2 separate regions of the Delphinus delphis genome follow, and region 1 is linked to region 2. The links are chromatin contacts, called in public Hi-C maps. All regions are on one chromosome and are shown on one strand. Each heading gives the region's core, a stretch centred on a gene start, on an enhancer-like site or on the middle of the called end of the contact. The rest is flanking DNA. Distances are from core to core; before and after follow the strand shown.

Region 1 (5,651 bases), core at 144-2,643, 300 kb after region 2:
TCAATAAATGTTAAACGGTTAAAAGGTTAAAGGTAGTGGGGCTGGGAGGAAGAATAGTCCAAGTATGAATACAGGTGGGCCCCAAGGTGGGGGTGGTGGGGTGGTAGGGTTGGCGATTAAATTCCAAGAGAGCCCTGAGATTGGCTGACGGGGTACCCCTCTTGCACCGCTTCCTAAGGCCAAGGAGAAGACTTGTGCCTTGCCAGAACTTCGGTTTTGCAAACATTTGCTCACTCAGTAGGCGAGAATGGTGATAAAGTTCACAACTACGTTTTACTGAACACCCTCTGTGTCCAAGACCATCCCTTAGGTCCGCAGTTCCCAAACTACGCCTCGAGGTGCCCCTGGGAGCCGCAGAATATTTTCGAGGATTTTTGAAAGGAACACAGCGACATCTGTCGGCCACCTTGCGCTAGCTCAAGGTAGTTTGCAGCTTGAATGTTAGATGATGTCACAACTTTGTGAAGCTGGGTTTATGGCAGTTGTTCTAATAAAAAAAAAAAGTGGTATCATGCAAAAATGATTGTGGAACAGGAAATGAAGGTGGTCATGTCCAATCTAATTCCAAAGTTTGAGCAGTTGTGTAGAGCCCAACAAATCTCTGCATTAGGTGTACAAAGTTGTCTCAAGCAACCCTAGGAGATCTACACCTCTGTTTTATAAATAAGTCATGAAAGGCGAACTCAGTGCCTGAGGCCACCCAGTGCGGGGCTGGAGTGTGTTTGCGGGGGGCCCGTGAAACGCACACTAGGTCCTGAGTGATTCTCAAGAAGGCAAAATGCCTCTCCCAACCTCTGAGTCTGTTTAGTTGTGTCCCCTGATTGTGGGGAAGGGCAGGCTGGGGGCTGGAATTGCCGTTTCCATTGTCTGTTGCCAAGTATCAATAACCGACACCCTTCTCATTTTCAGAGGGAGCCCTAGTCGGGGTGGGGTGGGGGGCCAGGACAATAGCCTCTGTGTGTACTGGAGCTGAAGTTGGACCCTGAGGGTCTCTCTCCTTAGACACTCTAGAGGCTCCCCCCGCCCCACACCACCGTTCTCCTCCCAACTAAATCCACCTTCAGTCCCGGAGTCACCAGTTCAGCCACCTGGCTGCCGGGCGGGGGGGGGGGGGGGGGGGGGGGGGGCGGGGACCCAGCAGTCAAGGAGCCCAAAAGTTGTGCAAAGTACCCAGGCCCCACCCTGTCTGGCTCCGTCTTCTAGAGGAAGGTCTCCGAGGGCAGCTGCAGGCAGCAAGCAGTCTCCTGGACAGGGTAGCAAGGAGGAGAGCCATGAACTGCGAAGGGACAGCATGCAGCATCTTCCCTGTCCTTTAGCTGGACTTGAGAATTCTGCCCCCAGTAGTGAGCTGCCTGACCCCAAAGCTACTTGTGCTAGAGGAGAAGGGAAGCACTGAGAGCAATGTGGGGGGCCCACTTCCTCATGGGGCAACTGCCAGCATCATCCTGTGCAGAGGGCCGGGCTCTGGGAATAACAGTGCCTACTTCATAGAGTGGTTCTGAGCATTTCATACATTACTAAAGCCTGGTGTGGAGCTAAGTATACGTTGGGCAGTGTGCAATGAAATTTATTCATTCCACAAATATTACTGAGCACCTACTAAGTACGGATGAGGCAACGTACTAAACACTGCGAATACAGCAGTGAAGAAGACAGACAAAAGCCCTGCCCTGGAGCGGGGGTGGGGGACCCGATACTCTAGCAGAGGCAGACAGACCATAAATAATCAACATCATACGTGTAAGTAAATTACAGAGCAGCGCTGTCCAATAGAGATAGAATGTGAGGCGCAAATGTAATTCAAAAGTTTCCAGTGGTACCATTATAAAAGTAAAAAGAAACAGGTGAAATTAGGTTTTCTAATTTTAAAGTATTTAGTTTTAAAATTAAAAACTTTCACTCAATAGATCCAAAATATTATCATTTCAGCCAGAGGCATCAGCCACATTTCAAGTGCTCAGTGGCCGCACGGGCCTCACAGCTGCTGAGTGTGTCAGGTGAGTGCAAAAATGAAGAAGCCCCTTTCCCCCTGCTGGACTAGCCTGGCCTGCAGGGAGGGCCTTCTGGCCAACGGTGCCTTCTCCCTTCCACCATTGCCAAGCATGACCCTGCCTCTGCAGACCCCTGAGAGATGCCCCAGCCTGGGGGCAGCCCCTCAGCACCACCCTGCCTACTCCAGGCAATGGTGCACACCCCTTGTTCTGGGAGCTTAGGGCCACCCCAGGGGACAGACAGCAGGAATTTTTGTCCAGGCTCTTACCGGAAGAGGGAAGGGTGGGGGTTAGGGATGAGTTTTTGCCTAGGAATGGCATTAGTAGGAGGTGAGTGAGGGTTGGAACCTGCCTTTATTTAACATTTTGATATTTTTTGTTCATCACAGATTTTTGGCATTAATTTTTCAAACTAATGAAAAGTATATTTTATTGATTCATAGATTATAAAATTTGCCCTTTTAAACTGCAAACTTCAGTGGTGTTTAGTAAATTCACAGAGTTGTGTAACATCACCCCATCAATATTAGAACATTTCCATCATCTCCAAAGAAACCCTGTACCCATTAAGCAGCCATTCCCTGTGCCCACCCCCACCTCCCCAGCCCCCAGCAACCACGCATCTACTTTCTGTCTGTATGGATTTGCCTATTCTGGACGCTTCCTACACATGGAATCATACAATAGATGGCCTTTTGTGTCTGGCTTCTTTCACTTAGCATGATGTCTTCAAGATTCATGCCTACTGTAGCATGAATCAGGACTTCATTCCTTTTTATGGCCAAATAACACGCCATTGCACGGAGAGACCACATTTCTTCTATCCATTCATCCACTGATGGATATTTATGTTTTTTCTATTTTTTAGCTCTTGTGAATCACGCTGCTGAGAACATTCGCAGGCAAATTTTTGTGTGGACATTTCTTTTAAGTTCTTCTGGGTTTTGCATTGATTTTGAATTTTTAATAGAGTATATAAAAATATTTTTTCATCTTGATTTCATCTTGAGTTTTTTGACATCCCCTTAAAATTTGCACCTGCACCAAGTGCTTGACTGGCCACACCCTGCTCCCAGTCCACAAATCTTGTCCCTGCTAGCTGTGTGACTTTGAGCGAGTTGCTTACCCTCTCAGAGCCTCAGTTTCCTCCTCTGTAAAATGGGCACAATTCCTGTACCTACTCTGTTAGGGGGCTACACTGAGGTAATGACGCACGTTACAGACTCAGCGCACAGTAGACTTAGTCGACGCGTTTTCCCTCCTGGGAGGCCAGACTTTGGGGCTGGCAGTGGGGGGTCCTCAGATGGATGTGTCCTAGCCTTGCCCTTCAGGAGAGTTGACCCGACAGCCTAGAACTCTGCTGCTTCTGTTCCCAAGGCTGCTGTTCTCTTGCCTCAGCCTGGCCCCCTACAAGGTCGCTGGGGGAGGGACCCAATGCTGGTCACCCGAAGGCCTCCCTGGCTCCCAGTACCTTCCATCCCAGCTGTCCTGGGCCCCCCACCGCTGCCTCCCCCGCCCTCCGCTCTGCCCACTCCCATGGAAGGCCACGGCTCCCTGTCCCTCTGTGCTGCCATGAGGCCTGCACTTTGCAGGGTGAAGTCCAAAGTTCAGTCCCTTCGCTAAGCACATGGATAAATATGAACCTTGGAGAATTTCCCCAGCTCCAATGTAAACAGAGCGGGCAGGGGCCCTGATTCACTGGCCACTGGGGCCAGGGTTGGGGGTTGGGGGTGCCCACAGGGCTTGGCTAGTGGGGTTTGGGGGGGCAGCGGGCGCAAGGAGCCTGGTTTGGGCCTGCCTGCTGGCCGGCCAGCACGGAGCCAGCCCACGCCGGGGGGGCGGGAGGCGGCCGGCTCAGTGGCCCTGGGCCGCGTGGCCCGCACTAGTGGAGCCATGGTTTCTAAACTGAGCCAGCTGCAGACGGAGCTCCTGGCGGCCTTGCTCGAGTCGGGCCTGAGCAAAGAGGCGCTGATCCAGGCGTTGGGTGAGCCGGGGCCCTACCTGCTGGCCGGAGACGGTCCCCCGGACAAGGGGGAGTCCTGCGGTGGCGGCGGTCGAGGGGAGCTGGCCGAGTTGCCCAATGGGCTGGGGGAGACGAGGGGCTCCGAGGACGAGACGGACGACGAGGGGGAAGACTTCACGCCACCCATTCTCAGAGAGCTGGAGAACCTCAGCCCCGAGGAGGCAGCCCACCAGAAAGCCGTGGTGGAGACCCTGCTGCAGTAAGGACCCCTCCCCTGTCCCTAGCTCCCAAGGAGCCCGGAGGGGCCCAGCCTCGGCTCCTGACCAGCCCTTGCCAGTCCACAGTCCCATGGGCTGGTTGTCGGCAAGGGGGACAAGGCCCATTAGAGCTTGGAAGCGGGGGTGGGGTGGGGTCCTAGCTCGGAGGTTGGAGCCTGCAGCCCCTGACCCGGCCCTCTGCGGGGTCCCGAGTCTCCATGAGCCAAGGCTTTCAGCCCGGTGCTTGGGAAGTGGGGCATGCCCCAGGGGAGCCCCAAGATGGGGACAAAGCAGGAGAGTCCACGATTCTAGTCCCTGGACAACGGGGGTGGGGAGGCAGGGAATTTTTAGCTACCATGCCCATTTCTACTCCCCCAGTCCCAACTTCCCTGCTAGGCACCCAGATGCACCAGTGGGGAGGGGGAGCCCAGGCTGGGGTTTTGGGGGCCCCGCTTGGCCTCCCCGGAACTTAAGCATTCAGTCAGCAGAACCCAGGTCTTTCTTACCTGAGGGAAATAGAGCCTTAGGAAGGGAGCTGCTCCCCTTTCCGGCACAGCCTCAGGCCATGCCCCTCACCAGTGGGTACCGTTAGAAGCCTCCCCACTCTGTACCCCACCCACTGGCTGGCTCCCCATCTCCCGGAGAACTGGGTGGGTCTGAGCCCGATGCCTCCCCTCTCCTCAGCAGAGCTGACCTGGTTACTAATTACCCACGGGCTTTATTATTTCTCTTTTGTTTTATAAATTTATAAATGGCAAAAGGCTCTGATAAGGCCTGTGATCATTAACTTGGAGGGCTGGTAGCCTGGGGAAGCCTGAGCCAACCAACTTCACACGGAGCAGGGGTGGGGGAGGTTGGAGGTGAGGGAAGGGGAACCTGGGGGCTGCAGGGACTGCCCCTCCCCTAAGGCTCTGTAACGTCTATCCTAACAGCCAGATGGGCACGTGCTGAGGTTTCACAGGTATCATTTCGGGTAGTGTTGAGATGAACTCTGGAGGCACCTGGGGACAACTGCTCCGCAGATGAGGGAACTGAGGCTCAGAGGGGGACGGAGCTGGACTAAGGCCACCCAGCTGGGGCTCCAGACCCACTCTCTTTGGTGCCCTCAGTCACCATGACCGGGGCCAGGGGCCAGCTGGGGGTGGCTGGGGGTTCTGAGCAAGAGTCCCAAAGACCACCTCTTTTCTGTCCAAGGTCCTGATCCCAGCTTGGGGTTGGGGAGGGCTGGATCCCTGCCTCAGGGAGCTCTCAGGGCCTGCCAGGCCTTGTGAGGGCCTGGGCAGGAGGCAGGGGAGTAGCCAGGGCCCCCTGACTTGGCAGGAAGAGGAGGGCAAAGGGCCCTGCCGCGTTGCAGGGGAGGGGCAGAGTCTGGCATCTCCAGACCCAGGGCGAGGGCAACCCGGACAAGGGTGGGGCAGGGCCAGACCTGCTCAGCGCCCC
Region 2 (6,075 bases), core at 135-2,634:
AGTATAGGCATTGAGGTATCGCACTACAGCAGGAAAAAAAAAAATCATTTGGGGAAACTGGATTCTCGGGAATGGGTTAAACATCTTGGGGTAATTCAGAGCCTATGCGCTAGAGATCCTTCAAGGCAGTGGCAGCTGGGATGCATCAGTAAGCAAGAACTGATTTCTGAAGAAAAAAAAATTAGGACAGACCTTCATTTACAGAAGGGAGAGAAACAACATCCAGTGTCTCGCACACCACTCAGAATTGGTGAATTCAGAATTTAAAACGGTCTTCTAATCGACTGACTAGTTAATGAATGGGTGGGGAGCGTATAGATCCATCTTCCTCAGAAAACCGGCTGAAAAGCAAGTTGCTCTGCAACTGGTCTATGCAGGTTCTTGTAGCAGCCAGCTGGGTCTCACCTGATGTAGGAGAGTTGTGCCTACGTGCATTCCTTATACTGGATTCAATTTTGAGTAGATGGTAAGAGAATGAGTTTACATAGAGTGCCTGTTGAAAGGGCCTTCTACATTTACCTACACACATTCTGTACTTCACAGGCCCTTTTCAGGGTTAATTTTGACAATGTTTTTTCCATGTGATGTCAACGTAACCAGTCAAGTAACTTAGAACCATACACGGCTTCCCTCATTTAATTTTCACCATCCTGTTAAACAATACATATGTCAAATAGGTACAGGGGGTTCTTGCCCAAAGTCTCACTGCTTACTGCTCTTAGCTCTCCGCCTAACTCTGGACTCACGCAGACTTTGGACTCGGATCCGAGATTCCTAAAAAGGACGATATCTTTTTAAAATTTATTTTGCCCCACCCCCACCCCCCTCATGTGGGATCTTAGTTCCCCCTCCTGGGATCGAACTCGTGCCCCCTGCATTGGAAGCGAGGAGGCTTAACCATCAGGCCTCCAGCAAAGTCCTAAAGGATTATATCTTACATAGGACTGTGCACAGGGCTTGGCAGTTGCTGGGGTCGCTTGTGCCCCTTCTTTCTCTCTCCTCTGGCCACTGCCCCCTCCACGTCCCGCCAGCCCCCGGTTCCCCAGCACCCTCGCACCCGCGAAGCCGATGGAGCAGGCGGCCGCGCCGAAAGTCCCGTGCACGCGGGCAATCGTGTCCCGTACCAGGCCGCCCAGCACTCGGTCCTCCAGACTCAGGCGGCAGCGGGGGTCGTCAGACACCACTTCACAGAGCAGGTACCTAAGGCGGGCGAGAGGGCGGTGAGCGCGGGGCCAGGCCGCCGGGGACCGGGCAAGGGTCTGCTTACCTGTGCTTGAACCGCACCATTGCGGCCTCCGCCTCCAGCAGGCGGATCCGCAAACCGGATGTCTGCTTTCTGGTCGGCGGCCAATGGGAAGTTGTCCTGGCAGCCACTCAGAGGGAGAGGCGGAGCTAGAATGTAGGCGGAGCCCCGTGTCGGTCTCCTTCGAGCTCCTCCTCCCTCTGAGGAGCGCTGGCGGCCTGCTCAGATATTCGCTGATTTGAGTTGTTTGGGAGCTGGATTCCAAGATAGAACACCTTGTGCTGTGATGGGTGGTTACGCCCCACGCTGGAGTTTCCACCGCTGTGTAGGACGCAGCCGCGGCATTCGGAACCTCCAGGACGTTTACCTTCTATTAGCTTGCAACACAGTCGTGTGTGCACTTATATTTTCTCCCCAAGATGGACGGTGGAACTTTTGAAGGCAACATTTTGCACTCACAGGCCAGGGATTGACAAAGGGGAAATCAGACCCTTATTTTCAGATTAGAGCTCGGTTTAATTTCCCCATACAGCCAAATATGTTATTACTGCTTAGGCCTTTCAACAACCTTATGGAGTCGGGTGTATTGTCTTGTTTTTTGTTTGCAAAAACCATCCGTGGTCTTTATATTTTCTGTGTAGAACAGAAATGCACAAAGAAGCAAATAAAAATAAATTATAATCTCAGCACCGAGAGAGAATAATTTATAATGTAGTGGGTTTTCTTCCTTCATTTTCCCCCTGTGCCAGCAGTTCTCCAGTGAGGTCCAGGAAGCACTGGGTTTTCTGAGACTCTTTCAGGAAGTTCCCAAGATCAAATTACTTTCATAATAATACTAAGATGTTATTTGTTTCACTGTCTCAGAGTGGACAGTGAAGTTTTCCAGAGGCCACATAACAGTGCTGACATTATTGCTCTGATGGCTAAGAGAATTGTGTATTGTGTTTTAAACACTTCTCAGTTTTAACAGACATGGTAAATATCAATATATCCCACAAAACAAAAGCTCTTTGGGATCCTCAATAATTTAATGAGTGAAAAGGGGTCCTGAGACAAAAAAAAAGTATGAGATGAGAACTTCTGCCGTATGTTAAATTATATTTTTCCTTTTATTTTCTTTTTAAGAATAGGATCATACTGGACTTCCCTGGTGGCGTAGTGGTTAAGAATCCGCCTGCCAATGCAGGGTACACGGGTTCGAGCCCTGGTCCGGGAAGATCCCACATGCCGTGGAGCAACTAAGCCCGTGTGCCACAACTACTGAGACTGTGTGCCACAAGTACTGAGTCTGCGTGCCAAAACTACTGAAGCCGGCGTGCCTAGAGTCCGTGCTCCACAACAAGAGAAGCCACCACAATGAGAAGCCTGTGCACCGCAAGGAAGAGTAGCCCCCCGCTCGCCGCAACTAGAGAAAGCCCACGCGCAGCAACAAGACCCAAAGCAGACAAAAAATATATATATATAGGATCATACTGTGTAGTACTCTTCTTTTTTTCCCCTTGAATATCTTTTTTAAAAATTGTCTTAGTGTGGCATAACATACATAAAGCGCATATTAAGTGTACAACTCATTGAATTTTTACATACGTATAGACTTTTGCAACCATTGCCCACATTAAGAGAGCATTTCCAGCACCCAGGAAGGTTCCTGTGCCCTATCCCAGCCATAAACCTTCCCAGAAATGGCTTCTATTCTGACCTCTATCACGATAGATTAGCTTTGCCTGTCCTTGAACTTTATATAAATATAAATCTCCAACAGCATGTTTGTGTGTGCGCGTCTGGCTCCTTTCTCTCAACATATTGTCTGTACGATTCATTCTTGTCATTTGACTATATTTTAATGTCAACTGTTCTTCAAGGTTATTTTTCAGCTGCTAAACTGGTCAATATTCCCACGATGGACGTTTAAATTAGTTCCAGATTTTCTTGTTATACCCAGCACTTTGATGCCCAGCCTTGTAACAAGCTCTTTATATCCATCCCTGATTATTTGTAGACCTGTCATGGACTTGGTGGGCTCTGTGAGGTCCCTGAAGGGAGTCGGGTTTCACAACCGATTGTTTGCAAGATCTGGAATGAGTTCTCAATTTTTCCATCTCTCACTCTAAATCACCTTAAAAGAGGGATGCTAAGGAAGTAAGGGGAAGAGGGAGAGCTGTGGTCCTGCTGAGGGACCAGGGCTCTTTGCCCCTCACCCAAGAACCACCTCTTTATCCAAAAACTGTTCCCGCCAGCGTCCTCCTTTGGTCAGCAGGGGGCGTCAGAGGCTCGTAGTGCGTGGATAAAGTCTCAGCCTCTGAGCTTCCCCCCTCCCCTCCCGTCCCTAAAGTAACTCCCCTAACACTTCCCAGCCTTCAACTCACTTAATCCAAACACCGCGCCAATTTCATAGATGCCGTTGGGGCTTTCAGCAAAGTCACACATCCAATAAGGAGCAGGATCAGAATTCGAACTCCAGGCCATCCGACTCCGTGATCCTTGCTCCGGTCCACACCGCTGATGTCCTCCGGTGCACGGTTTCGCTGTCCACTTCGTATACACTGGAGAGACTACAGACGTAAATTAGAATCTCCTCTCCGTCGTTTACCAGCCAAGTGCTGTGAGGCGGTTGATTCGCGTCTCCAAGATCTCAGTTTCCTCATCTGTGCAACAGGATAATAATGGTTCCTCCCTCATGGGTGCATATGAAATTTAAACCAGATATCGTGGGCAAACGCCTGGCACAGTGAGTGCACAGTAAACGCAGATTTGAGCGAATGATTTACCGCTACCCGCAGGCATAGCCCCAGGGGAAGCACAGCGGCTCCTCCGACCAGGCCGGGCGGCCTGCCTGGAGGCCACACGAGAGTCCCGGGCGGCCGGGAGGGGCGGCGCCGGCGGCTCAGCCCGCTCCCCGCGGTAATTAGCCGGTGTCTGCTCCGGCTGCGCCAGCCGCTAATTACACGTCTCCTAATGAGGCCGGTGGCTGTTTGCAATCACCCGGGTCCCCGGCGCGCGGCGCGGGAGGCCGCGGGGGAATCTGCCCGCTGGGGTGTGGACAGCGGCTGCCTCCCCGGCCAGGAGATCCGCTTGGCGGCGGCGGGTGTGCGCCCCGGCAGTGCCTGAATGCGCGTCCGTCAGTCTTTGGAACCATTATCATCCCGCTTTTACAGGTGAGGAAGGGGCCTGTGGCTCGGAGAAGTGAACTCACAGGCGCGAAAACTCACGCTGGAATAGTCTAATCCTTACCTCCCTGACCCCGAGCCTGTGCTCTTAACCGGCTACTGCCTAGATCAATGGGGTACTTGCTGTTGTGACTCGTGGGACTACTCAGAAGAGTGGGTCTCAGATCAGATAAAAGGAGGAATGGGTGTGTGGGGGGGAACTTCCTTTGAGCTCTTCCCCTCCTTCCCATCTGAAGGTTCTCACTGTCAATTTGCCCTTTTGGATCAGACACAAAGCCGAGTATCAGCTCCAGTAAGTCCTTTAAACCTTACTTGGAAACGTAAATCACACAACCCATTTCTCGGACTGGGAAACCTGGCGCATTCCCTAGGAGGTAGTTGAGGCAACTGCTAAAATGCTCCCATACCATGAAGGTGGGAAGCTGTAACTATGTACCTTGTTCTCAGGGCCTTCTACGGTGGGATCCAGAGTAGCCGGCTTTATTCTTCATCCTTACGTTCTGGGCTACCAATTTTTTTAAAACAAATTTTATTGGAATATAGTTGATTTAAAATGTGGTGTTTAGTTTCTGCTGTACAGCAAAGTGAAGCAGTTATACATACACATATATCCACTCTTTTAAAAATTCTTTCCCCATATAGTTTATCACAGAGTATTGAGAATTGTCCCTTGTGCTATATTAGTTATCTATTTTATATGTAGTAGTGTGTATATGTCAATCCCAATCTCCCAATTTATCCCTCACCCTCACCCCATCGCCAGCTACCATTTATTAGGCTCTCTGTTCCAGACACTGTACTGAGCACTTCATGCGCTTGACTTCCTTTAGTCCTCATGACAACCCCATGAATGTAGGTCCCATTATTCTCTGAGGCTCAGGGAGGGGAGTGACTTGTCCAAGGTCTCACAGTAATTTCAGCAGACAGAGACCTTTTGTCTTACCCCCAAACCTGTGCTCTTGACCCCTTGCTCTCTACCTCTTCTGGGATGTCTGGGACCTAGAGGAATGTTCAAGGAAGGCATATACATTCTGAAGTGTCTTTGGCAGCCAAGGGGTCCCGATCAGAGCCTGGATGCTGCCGTGGTGGATGGTGGCAAAGGAACATTGTTCAGCTTCAGCATTTTGTTAATCAGCCGCTGCTCATTAGGGGCTCCTGCTCCTCTAATCCAATCAGCCAATTCCCTATAAAACCTTTATGGGGACAATCTGGATAAAAGTAAACCCTCCATCTGCCTGGCCAGGGGCCTGGGGAGCTGCTGTATCCACTGGGTTGCAGGGGCAGGCACGGCCCTCCCTGGACCTCAGAGACAGAACCATCCTGCTTCTTCCCTCATCCTCCCTGCTTTGTGGACCTCTTTTCCTCTGCCCTGCCTGCTGTGAGGATTCACTCATCCCCAACTTAGTTGAAATTACAAGGACACTACTGTTTGACCCAGCAATTTCTCCACCAGGAATTTATCCCACAGAGATTCTTGCACTTGTGCCCAATGACAGGTAGACTAGGACATGTCTTACAGCATTGTTTGTGATAGCAAAAGGCTACTTCAATGTCTGCCAGAAAGGATCCACTGTATGTGTATATTTATTAGATGACCATGTGCCAGAGAATTTGTTAAATGCTTTACATAGATTGACTCATTTAATCCTCACAACTACCCTATAA

What was found. Hi-C and Micro-C count contacts between places; a contact is called where the count stands out from the background.
Region 1: a Hi-C map of lung shows a contact between it and region 2, with 12 times the contacts expected there. The contact joins the promoter of HNF1A here to the promoter of POP5 in region 2. A contact is called at or near these places in 3 of 3 Hi-C or Micro-C datasets (lung and muscle).

What each region holds. Positions count from the first base shown.
Region 1 is chr13:16,930,928-16,936,578 of mDelDel1.2, forward strand. HNF1A (HNF1 homeobox A) reads left to right here and starts at 1,394. Exons shown (of 10, transcript XM_060028200.1): 1 at 1,394-4,213. The coding sequence starts at 3,885.
Region 2 is chr13:16,625,939-16,632,013 of mDelDel1.2, forward strand. It overlaps POP5 (POP5 homolog, ribonuclease P/MRP subunit), which reads right to left and starts at 1,385. Exons shown (of 5, transcript XM_060029393.1): 1 at 1,268-1,385; 2 at 1,058-1,200; 3 at 1-23. The coding sequence starts at 1,287.